Regions from separate parts of the Cyprinus carpio genome. Here region 2 is linked to region 1. Evidence: chromatin contacts called from public Hi-C data. All regions are on one chromosome and are shown on one strand. The core of a region is the stretch at or near the end of the contact, and the rest is flanking DNA. Distances in the headings are between cores, read along the strand shown.

Evidence for each region. Hi-C and Micro-C count contacts between places; a contact is called where the count stands out from the background.
Region 2: a contact with region 1 is called in a Hi-C map of red blood cells, with 2.3 times the contacts expected there. The contact joins the enhancer-like site here to the promoter of LOC109111576 in region 1. A contact is called at or near these places in 5 of 8 Hi-C or Micro-C datasets (liver, red blood cells and skeletal muscle).

The regions. Positions count from the first base shown.
Region 1 is chrA19:18,289,790-18,296,751 of ASM1834038v1, reverse strand. It overlaps LOC109111576 (ataxin-1-like), which reads right to left and starts at 2,406. Exons shown (of 4, transcript XM_042776862.1): 1 at 2,226-2,406. LOC122148876 (a long non-coding RNA gene) reads right to left here and starts at 6,344. Exons shown (of 3, transcript XR_006162686.1): 1 at 6,234-6,344; 2 at 6,016-6,155; 3 at 5,493-5,906.
Region 2 is chrA19:18,334,520-18,341,481 of ASM1834038v1, reverse strand. All of the region lies in intron 2 of LOC109111576 (ataxin-1-like), which reads right to left. Among protein-coding and RNA genes, the nearest start is that of LOC109111576, 44 kb to the right of the region's middle. Within about 2 kb of position 3,796, at least 1 of the 8 cell types and tissues checked has an H3K27ac peak or open chromatin away from gene starts, as enhancers often do.

The DNA of each region.
Region 1 (6,962 bases), core at 1,157-3,656:
ACGGCATACACAAAGGCGGACTTACCCTTTAGGCAAAGGTAGGCAACCACCTTGGGCCCCCAAAAGCTAAGGGCCCTCTAAAATGCTTTCCATCTACAAGATGTGCATTAAGCACGGACATGCGAACGGTTGCTTTTACGGTGTTTATCACCATGACAACAATCTGCATGTCCGAGTTGAACACACTTCTTGTGTATCCTGCTTGTAGCAAATGAAAATATCATGCATCTAAAAGCAGCAAGCATTACAACAAAAAAGGAATCTCAAGGCTAAATTTGTAAATGTGTGCAAATTCATAGGGCCCCATTCATATATTTTGCCTGGGGCCCCCAAATCACTAAATCCGCCCCTGGGCATACAAAGTCTAAAAGTGAATTAAATCTCCTCAGTAAACTAAATCAATGGAGATTTTTTTTTTCTTTTCAAACAGCCATTTGGGAGTAACAATGTTTTCACATGGAATTTTTTGCTTTACTTTTACTGCAAAAGTCATATGAGCTGTAAAAATTAAAGCTATATATGTTGCATAGAAAAGTATAGATTAGAATATGCTACAACTGTCATTAGCCATAAACCTTCACAAAAGTCCATTCAAAAGCAAAACCTATACATAGCATGGTATAGTATATTTATTATAATACAGTATAGTATAGTATAGTTTATGTGCTTTAACCATTGTAAATCTGTATACTATTAACTAAGATTAAATTATTTAAAAATTAACATGAAAGTTATATATTGCAGCATACAGTGTAAAATACACAGTACAGTATACTACAGTATAGTACACTAATATATACTGTACTGTCATATGTGCGTTAAAGTATAGTATATAGTATAGTATAAGCAACTGTCACATGAGTCATAAATCTGTGCACAATCATCTCGGATCAGGTCAAAACAATGTTACATGGTACAGTGTAGTATATCATAGTAGCATACTGCATTATAGAATACTATAGTATGAATTACAGTATAAAGTATAACATATCTCATCATATGACACGTGCAAAAATGGTAATATATGTAATAAAGGTAATATACATTGCACAATATAGTTTGGTACAGTAAAGTATAGTATAGTATAGTATAGTATAGTATAGTATTGTATAGTATAGTATAGTATGCAACTGCTCTAAACTGCGCACAAAGTCAAAGCATAGTATATTAATGTACAGAACACAGTGACAGTACAGTATAGTACGTGATATAATGATACTCTGATCCTAACGAAAGACCTACTTAAGGCTGTCTCAACCAACTGTTTACATAATCAACGCTAAACTGCACGGTTTATTTAATAAAGCAACAAAACCTGGCACTGCAAAAACATATGAAATATACACAGCAACAGCTCATTATATAACCAGCCGGGATGAACCGAGTGACATCACGACGGGATACACTCAATGGCTGCGTCTCAAACCTAGTAAGGCTGCCTTACTATACAGCATTACTGGAGTCAGTTCAGAACGCGCCGAACAAATCGCACCGCCTTTTAGGAACCATACGATATGGTGCGCTCATTAGGTACTGAAACACAACCAGTGTCTATTAAAACACAGTGACAGTGAAGCGGAGACAAAACTGTTGTAGCCTCCTTCCTTGTACGTGCTATTCTCAATTAAACAGATACCGTCGATAAATGCACTTGCATAAACCGCGTAGCCGTGGATTAAACAGTGCACAAGGGTGAAGTCGCAACTATAGTGTAGACTAAGACTTCCGCGATTGTGTTTTCAGATCGAAACGCTTCTAGCAACAATGTTGACTCAGCAGAAGTGTGCACAGCTACGACGAGTGACAGTTTGCTCAAAAAAGTACAGCTGGCTGATCAGTAATCCGCAGATAAATTTATATTTATAAGTCTATCTGGAGCGATAAAAGGAGGCGGGGTGGCGCAGTTACTCAGCCCCGACGAGAGCGCTCCCTGCTCGGACTTACAGCTCGCAAGTAACCGCCCCGCTTCCCGTGCGCTACTTCAAAGTAGTTATATAATTTTTAATCGAGATGACAAACAGCACATCTTGAACATCTCGTCCGGTAGACCGCAGACAGGTTGACATAATAATTAATGCATTTGTCACAGTAAATATTTACAAAGGTTTTTAAATAAACGTCACACTCCGTTCCTCCTGCGTCCTTTAGGTCCCAGCCATTTTTCCCAGATCGCAAGCAAATCCCAAAGACAGTTTTGTGCTGGTAAATTAGATGCACGGACTTACTGTACGCTATAACGGGCAGAGAAGCGCGAGGCTCTCCGTGTTGCCAGGGCTCCGTGCGTTCTCGCGCACTGCCGGTGGAATCGTCTCCCCTCCGCTCGCACAATGATGTCTGCTGCAGCCCGAGCTAATAGCTCTATCGCTCCGTGCCCCCACCTCCAGTGAGTGAGTGAGTGAGTGTGTGTGTGACGGAGGGAGTGAGTGTGTGGAGGCGTGCGTAAGTGTGTGTGTGTGTGTGTGTGTGTGTGTGTGTGTGTGTGTGTGTGTGTGTAATCCAAATATGGAGCAGTTGGCCGGCCCAGTTAAAGAGAAGAGATTGGAGGTTGTTCCATTAAAAGTATAGAGAAACATAATGACGTTTGAGGCTCCATAAACAAATGGTGTGTTATAAAGTTTAATAATACATGTCAGTTCGTTTCTGTAATCTGATATAAACAGCAGCGTTCCGGGAGAGCTGCCATTTAGTACTATATCACTGGGAATTGTGGGAAACTGCAAAATTTGTATCATTCACTCAGAACAGGAACAGGGAATGGAAATCCCGGATTGGAGTTAGAGCCAAGTGATTATAGAAAGCTATGAGCATGGAGCTCTGTCTCTCTGCTCCACTCATTCAATGTTCAAGACCGGGGTTTACCCTGTGCATTAAAGGGGTCATATGACGTTGCTAAAACATTATGTTTGGTTAAAAAAACATACTATTTTCCACATAATGTACAATATTGTTGCACCTCTTTGACCCGCCTTTCTGAAACAGGTCAATTTTTAAAAAGCTCATAGTTCTGAAAAGCGAGGTGTATGCTGATTGGCCATCTATCCAGTGCATTGTGATTGGCTGAATACCTCAAGTGTGTGACAGAAATGTTATGCCCCTTAACATACTGTGACGCCATCTCCCAGCATGACAAGACAAAACCAATAAAACCCAAAAAAAAAAACACATCTGCCTCATCCATTGGAGAAACAACAAACAACAATAACTAATTATACTGTGTTTTTACGCATTGTGTTGCGTAAACATAAAACCATGTCTGCATTTGTGATTGGAGAAACAACAAACAACAAGCGCTACTCTACACTGCTTAAAAATTCACGTTTGAATCATCAGTGGCAAATTCTTTAAATATAAAACATGTACTTACAGGCTGTGAGTCAGAAGTGCCAGACTGTCCTTGCAAAGTTGGAACTTACCCATTTTATAGAAAAGCCTTTGAGCATAGACCCATTGTAGGCTCTGCAGAACTGCAGGTTCAGGAAACAGTCCTCCATAAAATGCATCACACAGCGTCTCACACTGCGGGCTAGAGTGAGGAACAGCCGGCGGACTTGAGTATGGCGCAGCCAGCGTATTAGACAAAGGAGCGGCCAGCGGGCTTGTAGTAACCACATGTGACGACCCCGGGCAGGACTCCACTTCTTCTATGGCACTGCTCAGCTCTAGGCATGACGAAGCAGATAGCGTCCTCTTTTGGAAGGCCAAACAAGATAGTTTCGCTTTCACAGTGAAACACACAGCGTCTCCACAACATGGCGGCAGCAGCAACAAAAATACTACAACGAGAATAAAAGTTACGGCTTCTTTCTTTGCGTAAACATTTGGATGGTGTTATGCAAATCTTCCCACAGAGTGACGTAGACATGTTGGGGGCGTGTTTAAACGAGGCGATTTAGGAGGGCATGGACAAGTCTTAACTTTTATACAGAATATCTCTTTGGATTTGAGACATTAGTCTTTGCAACTTTACAGATCTTCTTTATGCGCCAAGAGCTTGTAACACTCCAAAGAGAAAGGAAAACTTGAAATCACATCATATGACCCTTTTAACATGAAAGATAGACACTGTCTGTATTCTTTTGGAACTCTGCCAGCGATATTTATTAAAAGAAATGTATGAACTAGACAAATATAAATAACTCAATTTTAATTTCTTGCTTATATTAATGTTTTATGAAAGCAATATCACATCACCAAAAAAAAAAAATATATATATATATATAGATATATATATATATATATATATATATATATATATATATATATATATATATACCAGAATATATATACCAGAAAACTCAATACATAGAGTGAGATATGCATGATTATTGTTCATTTTGCTAAGACATACTTGGGTAAGTTTAAATGACAATGATACTCTATATATTTTCTTTGAGAATACTCTTCCTATTATGGGGGGAATAGAATTAGACTAGATGTTAGACGCATGCACTCACACATACACAGACACATTGTGGTCAGCGTTTGGGAAGGGACTTCCCACAAGAGTTTGCGGCTATGTTTCTATGGAGACTATAACATACCCATCCTCCACCCAGTCTCAGCGCACAGCATTTGGTCAAGAAGTTTAACACGACTTACATTTCTCTGTAAATACAACATTTGAAAACATTGCCAAAATGACCAGACCTTTAAGAATTATAACAGTGTGCAGTGTTAATAGTTTTTCCTAAAAATGTGTATAAAAAGAGTGGAGAGATACCACAGACATATCAGTCATACTTCTTTACTTGTCATAAAAGTAGCCGTGGATGATGGCATGTCATTAAAATATACAAACATTTTTTGATTTTTTGATTATGGAGAATCAATTGTATTTGAACATACTTCACTTGAAATAACACATGCAGAGCTTTACCTTCTTCAGTGTCATTTTAGATAATTTTGAAATATCTTTTATTTTAATATTTTCAGTTTTTATTTAAATTTTTGTTTATGTTTTAGTAATATTGTTTTCTTTATAGTTTCAATTTATTTTATTTCAGTTTTAGTTATTTTAATACTTATTTTTATTTGTTTTCGGGGGAAGATTTCTCATTTTTATGTTTAATTTTTTCATTTATGTTTTATTTCACCTTTATTTGTGTATATAGTCAATAGTTTTGGTTTTACTTAACAAAAAAAACATTGTATTTAGTCATCCTCATGTACTGTACACACTTTCTTCCATGGAACACAAAGGTGAATTTCTGAAGAATATTATGAAAGTGAAGGAGAACTGTATTCATAACTGTGTCTCAAAATGACAAAAAACACCATTACTGAAGTACTGTTTTTGGTACATATGACTCAAGCACTACATTCCAAATTTAAGTTTGAAATTTAAGCTGATGTGCTGAAATGGACTGTACAAATTGTAAACATTGTCACAAAATCACAATGCATTCCTGTGCATCTTGTGACACAAATATTCTTCGGAAGACTAGGAATAGTGTGTGTGTGTGTGTGTGTGTGTGTGTGTGTGTGTGTGTGTGTGTGTGTGTGTGTGTGTGTGTGTGTGTGTGTGTGTGTGTGTGTGTGTGTGTGTGTGTGTGTGTGTGTGTGTGTGTGTGTGTGTGTGTGTGTCATATGACTGACTTTTATGATGCTTTCTTGTCATTGTGGAGTTTGAGAGCCCCTTCTCTTTCACTAGTAAATAAACAATGAGTAAATAATGACAGAATGCTCATTTTTAATGGGAAATCTGGTGGTGGATCTCAAAGACTGTTGCTAAGGATATGTGTTGTGCATGTGTGCTGCTCTCTGTGGATGGGCTATTGATCTTCTGTGAGGAGGCCACGTTAGGTCTTCACCTGTGGGCCTGCTGCTGTTTACACTTAGTGCCCTAATGATCAGCCACTGATTCTCCGACCCACATCCACATGCTAGATCACACCATCATGCACCGCCTGCCAAAAACACATGCAGCATTATTCAATATGAAAATGATGGATGTGAATGCAGCAGCATTTCAACGTTTCACTTTCTCTGAATGCCGACAGACTGAGTTGTCTGTACCTGTTTTCGCACCACACCCAAGCACTGAGACTATCTGCTTGTCAAATCCACAGTACAGCATGCACAGTACTCCTCCTTCCCCTGGCATGTCAGATGTTCATCTGTATATCAGCCACGCACTTTATGCCAGTCATCTCCGCCTGCAAGCACAGTCACGCTCGGTAGGCATCTTGTCAAGTTGTATTCACTATGATGGAAGGACATGTTGATTCCCATACCTTATTTCTGCTCTATCCTCGCAGCCACAGCTGTCTTGAAGTTGCAAAGAGTTTGGGTTGTGTGAAGAAGAATGTGTGCTCTCAGCAGACTAAAGCAAAAGGGAAGAGGCTTGTTTCTAGATCAAGAGTTCTGCCCTCTTCTGGTGACAGAGAAAGATTTATTGTTGTGCAAGGTCTATAAAAACACAGATTTTCTAACTCACATTTTTTTTTAAGTTGTGAAATGTGAGGGATTTCAACAATAAAGAAAAATAACAATCTTTTTTTATCTATTTGTTAGAACTGTACACATTAATGCAAGAGGTACTGACAAATTATATAATATTTTCATGTAACCATTAACACATGTGAGTGGAAGCATCATTTTTGTAACTTAAAAAAAAAATGTCAAGGTATTTTTAATACAAATATCATGAACTATTAATTCAGAAATATCATTTTTGGGGGAGTCACACCAAATGATTTTGATCTGGCAGACAAATTAAATTCTTTTTTTATTATTAAAATAAATCATTCATTTAAATATTAATATTTTCTTTAATGAATAATATCAAATTATGTTAAAATATTGAATACAGTTTTCCCTTTTTTATGATATCTGGACATTTGTATCACACTGGACTTGTCTCCAAAAATGTCCAAATAAATATTAATTCATACATTAAAAACATGCTCATTATAGAAGAGGTGTATTCAGGTCAGTGAATTAATCAATTGCATTTTAATTTT
Region 2 (6,962 bases), core at 2,547-5,046, 43 kb before region 1:
AAGCTCACAGACAGAAAAAAACATCATGTCTATGAAAAATAATCAAAGCTGCAGATATACCAATGCAGATGAATAGATACAACAGCAAAAAAGGAGAAAATAAAAGAGAAAGAGAGTGAAAAACAAGAACGTGGGAGAGGGATGGGAGAGTCTTGAAATGTTCAAAGCCCTGATGACTCCTCCAAAGTGCGTTTGGGACCGCCGCTCCTTCGGACCCCCTACTGTGAGACGAGCCTGAAAGCAGACCAAACTAGCTTTGTGCTGACACTGAAAAACTCATTCATACATAATTAATAGTATACAAGGCCTCAACGCCATACAGTTAGATTACGTAAAGGATATTAAACTCAAAGGAAAGATATTCTATATATAACTGACTGTCTTTCAATACACACACTGTATGAAAAAGATTACACAAGAATGATAATGCATTACTGTTTTTAGACACCAGATGGTGCTGTATTTCACATTAAAGTGATTTGAGGGGAAAACGAGGACAGTTCTAGGATCAGTGAGAATATTTACACAAGTATTACACTAAGAATTACTCTCATCTGTAGTCAACAGGAGTGTCTCAGTGTGATGAAGTGAAGGATTATCAAATCAGAGCTCAAGATTTGCACAACATTATTATTATATGTTGCATATGGCACAGTGGAAATCACCATGGAAGAAACCTGAGGTATAAAATCTGCACGTGGTTGGGCTACCATATGGTTTCAGTCTGCATTTGAACAAACGGCGCTGAGCCTGACAACAGGCTGTAAACCACCTCGCTGTGAAGATGTGTCCTAACCAGGCACGACAGTTGTCGGTCCACATCTAATGTGAAAAAGAAATGTGATGTGATTTAGGATTTTGAATCAATGAGATTGCATTCTTTATCAACTAATATAATCTACTGATCCATAAACTGAGAAACAATAACACACACAAATCATCCTATAAATTATAATGCAATACATTACACACAGGCGGCCATCTGTCTGGTTTTAGGTCAGACAGTCCTGTTTTGACAGTCCAACGCCTATAAGCGAAGCCTGGTAATAATAGCCTTTCATAAATAAACAAAAGAATAGACTATATTTAAGTTAATATGACGTGATTAGCATTTTAGAGACAATATATTGTCAATATCAGCTGTTTTTGCTCCATTCCACCAACAAACTCTAAAAAAAAGTCACAACAGAACCACTGGTCTCTCCAAACATTACAGTTGTGTTGCTAAATGATTCAGCATTTTTTTGTATAAATTGGGTGGGTCAGTGATTCAGTGACCCATTTATAAAGACAGTAACTTGATTCACTAATATCATTTTTTTCCCAACATTTCATATGTGTATAGTTCATATTTAAAACATTAATCTCAACATTATTTATGCAATTCTAACTGTGGTGTAAATGCATTCATGGAATCTCTTAGCTGCATTAAACTGTGTACATTTATTCATTAAATGTAGCAATATGCATTAAAGGGAACACATGCTTTTTAAAAAGGCTTTTTTAACATCTGTACTTATAAATTTGGGATTCATTTTTAGTTTATAATCTTTCGCTGAATCCTGCAAAGAACATTTTTTTTTTGGTGTTTTAGAAATAACCACCATAATTGCTCCATTAATGTAGTTCACTGAATGAGAGAAAGAAAACGTTCAGCTGTTGAATGTACATCCGTTGTACGCTCATTATTGCAGTGCATTAGGGGATTGAATGAGCACATTTGATAATGACCACTACAAATGGCTGTTTCCTCAAATGGTGCACTATACAAGGGTATAGGGGGTGATTCCAGACACAGCACAAGAGAATGACAAAATCATGCCACTCAAATGCTCTAGCTTTGTAATAGGTCTATAAAGTTGGCCACAGGACGCCTCAGGATGGGCTGGACAGTTGGGTAGGTTTAGGTCTACCAAGACCACCCCGTGCAGTCATCTGGACAAAAAGCTCCATGCCTGGCTTAGACATGTTATAACATGAAGTTCTGCACTGTGTGCAACAGCAAATGGAGTTTGTATGCAAATGTTTTGCAATTGGTGGGTAGGTGGGTGGTTTCTTGAGATCACTACAATATGGGAAACAGCACAAAATCTGATTAAACACCTCCAGGTCATGAAGTGAGTGTAAACGTGCGAAAAAAAGAGAGAAGGTACACGTAAATGAGAATACAGGTTTAGCAAAGCAACCTTTCACAGTGTGATGTTTAAATATGACATTTTTACAAGCAGTTTTAAGGGAGTCCCACAGCCTGGCGCCGTGAGGAGAACAGACTAGTGGGTATGTAATTCTTACCTTACACTGCATACTTGACAAACTCTCATCCATTATTTGTGCTATTCCCGTAATGACATCTTGTTCCTTATTTCCTTTCTTTTCCCCAAAATTCTACTCCTTCTCTTTAAAGGCTTTCTGTCATACAGTAGAATAAGAGTGTGTGTCTATTTTGAACAAACTGTACACAAATACAAAATCTTTGCAGACGGACGTCACAGATCCATGTTTAATGGGCTACATGTCGCTTTGAGCATTCATTTGTGTGAACTCCAAATTCCTCTTTCGAGTGCCCTGAAGTATGCACGTTTGCATGAGAATGGGTCGTGTGTGTCGCTTTAAGAGCGATGTGGTGTTCATTGATGCAACCGCACGCTGCGAGTCTATTTATAACCTCTGTCTTTGAGGTCTCCATTACATTTGCATGGGAGCCGTGCACGCACACTTCCCTCACATCTCATTTACATATGCCGTGTGGTTTTTCTGCTGTGGGTAGCCAGTTCGCTTGCTTTAGTGTGTGTGTCTATGCATACATGTGAGCAAACAAGTTTGTGCATCACTATCGCAGTAGTGGTCCTGACTCGCAGCCCTTGGCAACATCAGGTGAAAAAAAAAAAGCAAAACTAATATGAATTTTCCACCAAACAAAACAAATAAAATAAATTATGAATTATGTAGTCTATACATACATTTCTAAAATTAAAATAGTAATAATAATAATTTAAATAAATGAAATATAATAAAACAGTATATTTATAAAAATACCTGGGTTATCTTTACCCATTTAAAAATTAAAATACATAATTAAAATTAAACAGAAACAAAAAAAAATCTAGATTATATGAATGTATATATTTTATACTCACTTATAAAATAAAATAAAAAATACCTATATAGTCTACACATTTTTATAAAATACAATAATTAAATTAAATTTAAAAATAATACAATAGTAAAATTAAGCAGAAATGAAAATGTGCCATGTAGTCTCTACCTATGTTTAGAAAACAAAATACAAAATTAAATAAATTCAAACTAATACAACAATAAAACTAAATAGAAATAAAATCTCCATAATCTCCATAATCTACAAACATGATCAAAAAATAAAATGAAATAAAAAAATTAAATAAAATGAAAAATTATTCTATAATCAACTTACATCCAATAAAATGATCAATAAATTATAAAATAATAAAAAAAGAAAAAACTGAAAAAAAAAAAAGAAATGAATATAAACCACAAATAAATAAATAAATGTATTTGATTTGTATACTGTAGCATGATCCCTAAACCACACCAGAAAGCGATTTCACTCTTGGAGACCGCCTATATTGCCTATGGCAGCATTTTACACTATTGTTAACCACAATTGCTACAAAAGCATGTAGTAGAGCATGTGTGTGCTTGTAAGTCAGAAGGCTGTGCTTTCATTTCTCGTTACTACTGTGTGTTTGTGTGTGCGGTTGAGCAGGACAGTGTACTCCAGCAAGGCCAGCCACATGAGTGTTTATGATGAGTCACTGCCTGTAACAGCAGGGGAGATTACTTACACTCACTACACAAGCGTGTGAAAGCCAGCATGTGTGTATGAGTGTGTGAGAGAATTATGTCGGCATGCAAAATCTGCATTAGTATCAGTGGCCAGGTTTAAGTACAAGAGGCCAGATCTGTACCCTTTCCACACGTATCAGGTAAATGCGGTCTGGAGAGAGTCGTTGTGTTCCAGGACACATGCAGGTGATCGAATAAAGCCGTGCTAAGCTGCAGCCATACATAGTAACATCAGCTACACTTGCTGAGGAGCGACACGGAAACTCCTCCCATACATTTCTCTCTGCGCTTGTTCACCAAGCTGCTGTTCTCGAACTTCAGCATTCACAAAGAACAGAGATTATCATAGTGGCAACACCTAGAATTCCTACTAGCATGTTAATGATGTAACAGCTGTTATAAGACTTGTAATGAGCTCTTCATGTGATGTGATAATGGACATGAAGTCATTTGTGATGTTTGCTTAAGAAATGTCACTGTTTCTAGTGATGTAATTACTAGTACAACAGTGCCTATTACTATTGAGTGCAACAGTGTCTGCCCACATTTCCAGTGGCCTTGGTTCTGGAAGTATTTTTCCTGTGTATTTTTTATAGGGATTTTTTAAAGTCTTTGCTGAAGAGTTGTAAGCCATAAACCAAACCAATCAGCTATGAGGTGTATCACAACATTGCAAATTCAGAAATCAGATGAAAGGGAAAAGGTACAAGACTGTGTGCTTAAAGGGATAGTTCACACATGAGCTAAAAATCTTCTTCACCATTTCACTGAAGAATAAAAGTCACCTGTCAAAATAAAAAATAACACTAAAAATCTTCTTTACTATTCTACTGAAGAATAAAAGTCACCTGTCAAAATAAAAAATAGCAGGCTATATAGCAACATGCCAACAACCACTAAGAATACTTTAGCAAATGCCCAGCAACGTTAACAACCAAAATGTGACCCAAAGGTGGGCTTTAAGCTTTGGCCAATAAGACTCAACTAATAACGCCCTAGCAACCACCTAGCAACTCCCCAGCTAACATTCACAGGGGCCAGTTGCATAAACATAGTCACTATGTTAAGACTGTGCCTAAAGAACTAGTTTCACCAACTAGCAATAGACAAGGGGTAATCAGTCTTACTTTTCATATTCAAATAAGACGAATTTATCTTTTTGTAATGGAACTGAAGTCATGATTAGAAAAAAAAAATTAGATGACTAACTTTTTAAGACTAGTCTAAGCAGTTTATGCAACTGGCCCCATGCAGAACACCCTAGCAACCATAACAACATGTTGACCAACCACAAGCTAACAGCCACTGAGAACACTAGCAACTGAGCAACTGCATGGCAACATGATAACAAAAAAATCAGGATTCTTGTTCTGAGAATGATTAGGTGAAGCTGATTTTAAGAATATAAATCTCATGTTCATATATACACACTAAACAGCCACTGTCACAGGCTTGAATTAATTCAGGCCCAAAGCAGAGGTCATTAGCGGTGACAGCCACTGATGTAGGCCGAACCTTCCGCTCAGTGCTATTTGCAATCCAATCAACCTTGACTAGGAGCCCAGCTGGTTTTACAGCTCTGTCCATGGGCAACGAATCACACTTAGCATTTCTGCCAGACCGAGAAGAAAGCAGGAGAAACCGAATGGCTTCAGAAATTTAAGTCTAAAAGGCTGACTCAACCGCACCTGTGCCCTTTCATGCACTTTATCCCCAACATAGGTACAGTACATACACACACAAGAACAGATGCTTGCTAGTGGCACGCATGCACACTTTCTCTCACACAAGCAGATGCAGCTGAAATGAAAGGATTCGCACACGTTGATACCACTTATTTCCTTTTCGATATATCAAAGTCAGTATTGCTGATATTGATACTGATATTAAAAATAAGGTAAGGTTGATACCACTTATTTCCTTTTCGATATATCAAAGTCAGTATTGCTGATAATGATACTGATATTATACCTCTAGTCTAGTCAATGTATTTTTAGTATTTTTCTTATATTTAACATTTTAAAAGGCAAATTCAGATTTCATTTTTTTTTATTACTAACCATTACAGAAACCTTTTAACTTTACATTTATAACAAACATCACACAAACACATTATAGCAAATGTCATATATTTAGCTTTCTCGTCATCTAGCATGGAAAAAACTCCAGATGTGGTTTTTCTGTTTTTCTGTCATTTCTCCATCCGTTCTCTCAGTCTGAATGAGTGCTGTGACTGATGTCTGTTATTGCTTGTCAACATGTCTGCACAGCAAAGTAAATAAAAGGAGAAACGTTTCTTGTCCTTATATAATTATATGCTATTACACTTTTTTTTCACTTCAATGGATATGTAAACATTTCAAGCAAAATAAATAGTAAGATCACTAGTTAGAAATGATTAGGAGCAGTATTTAATAGCTATATTTATATGTAACCAACTAATCTGATGGCTCAATCTTCATCTAAACACTGCAATCTATCGTATCAGGCACATAAGCAATGTGTAATGCATACATTTACATTAAGTTTTGCATCTTATGAACATGTGTATGGTTAATTACATCTAACACACTACAAACTTGTCAGTGAAGGAGACTGAATATTAACCAAATATTTTCTAAAAAAGCTCTTCTGAAATATTTGTCATCGTTCTTTTTTTTATACGTCATCAAGGCACAAATGACAATTATACTCACTGACATTAATTTGCAAGCCTTCTCCAGTTCTGAACAAGTTTTGTTTGGAAGTAATACTGTATGTGAATCAGATTTAGGGTTCATATAAGCAGAACTTCCAAAATCTGAAAACAAATTGGATTAATTCAGATTAAACGTTTGTGCATGTAAACATACCTTATAGTAATGTGAAGCTATTAATTGATCTTTTCTGGTATATAGTTTGGTGTCTTTATTTACAAGTACTATTTAGTTTTTTTATTTCTTATTTTCTAAAAGTACTTCTTACAGTTCAAATATGACAGTTGAACATCTCTCAAGAATCCTGCTAAAATTAGCATGTTTACAGACTTTATTAAAACAAATGGATTGTTCACACAGTTTGATGTGTTTCGATTTACAGTCATTTGATACGTCTCCACTGCACACACTAAAGTCCCAGTGGGATCACCAGTTAAATAG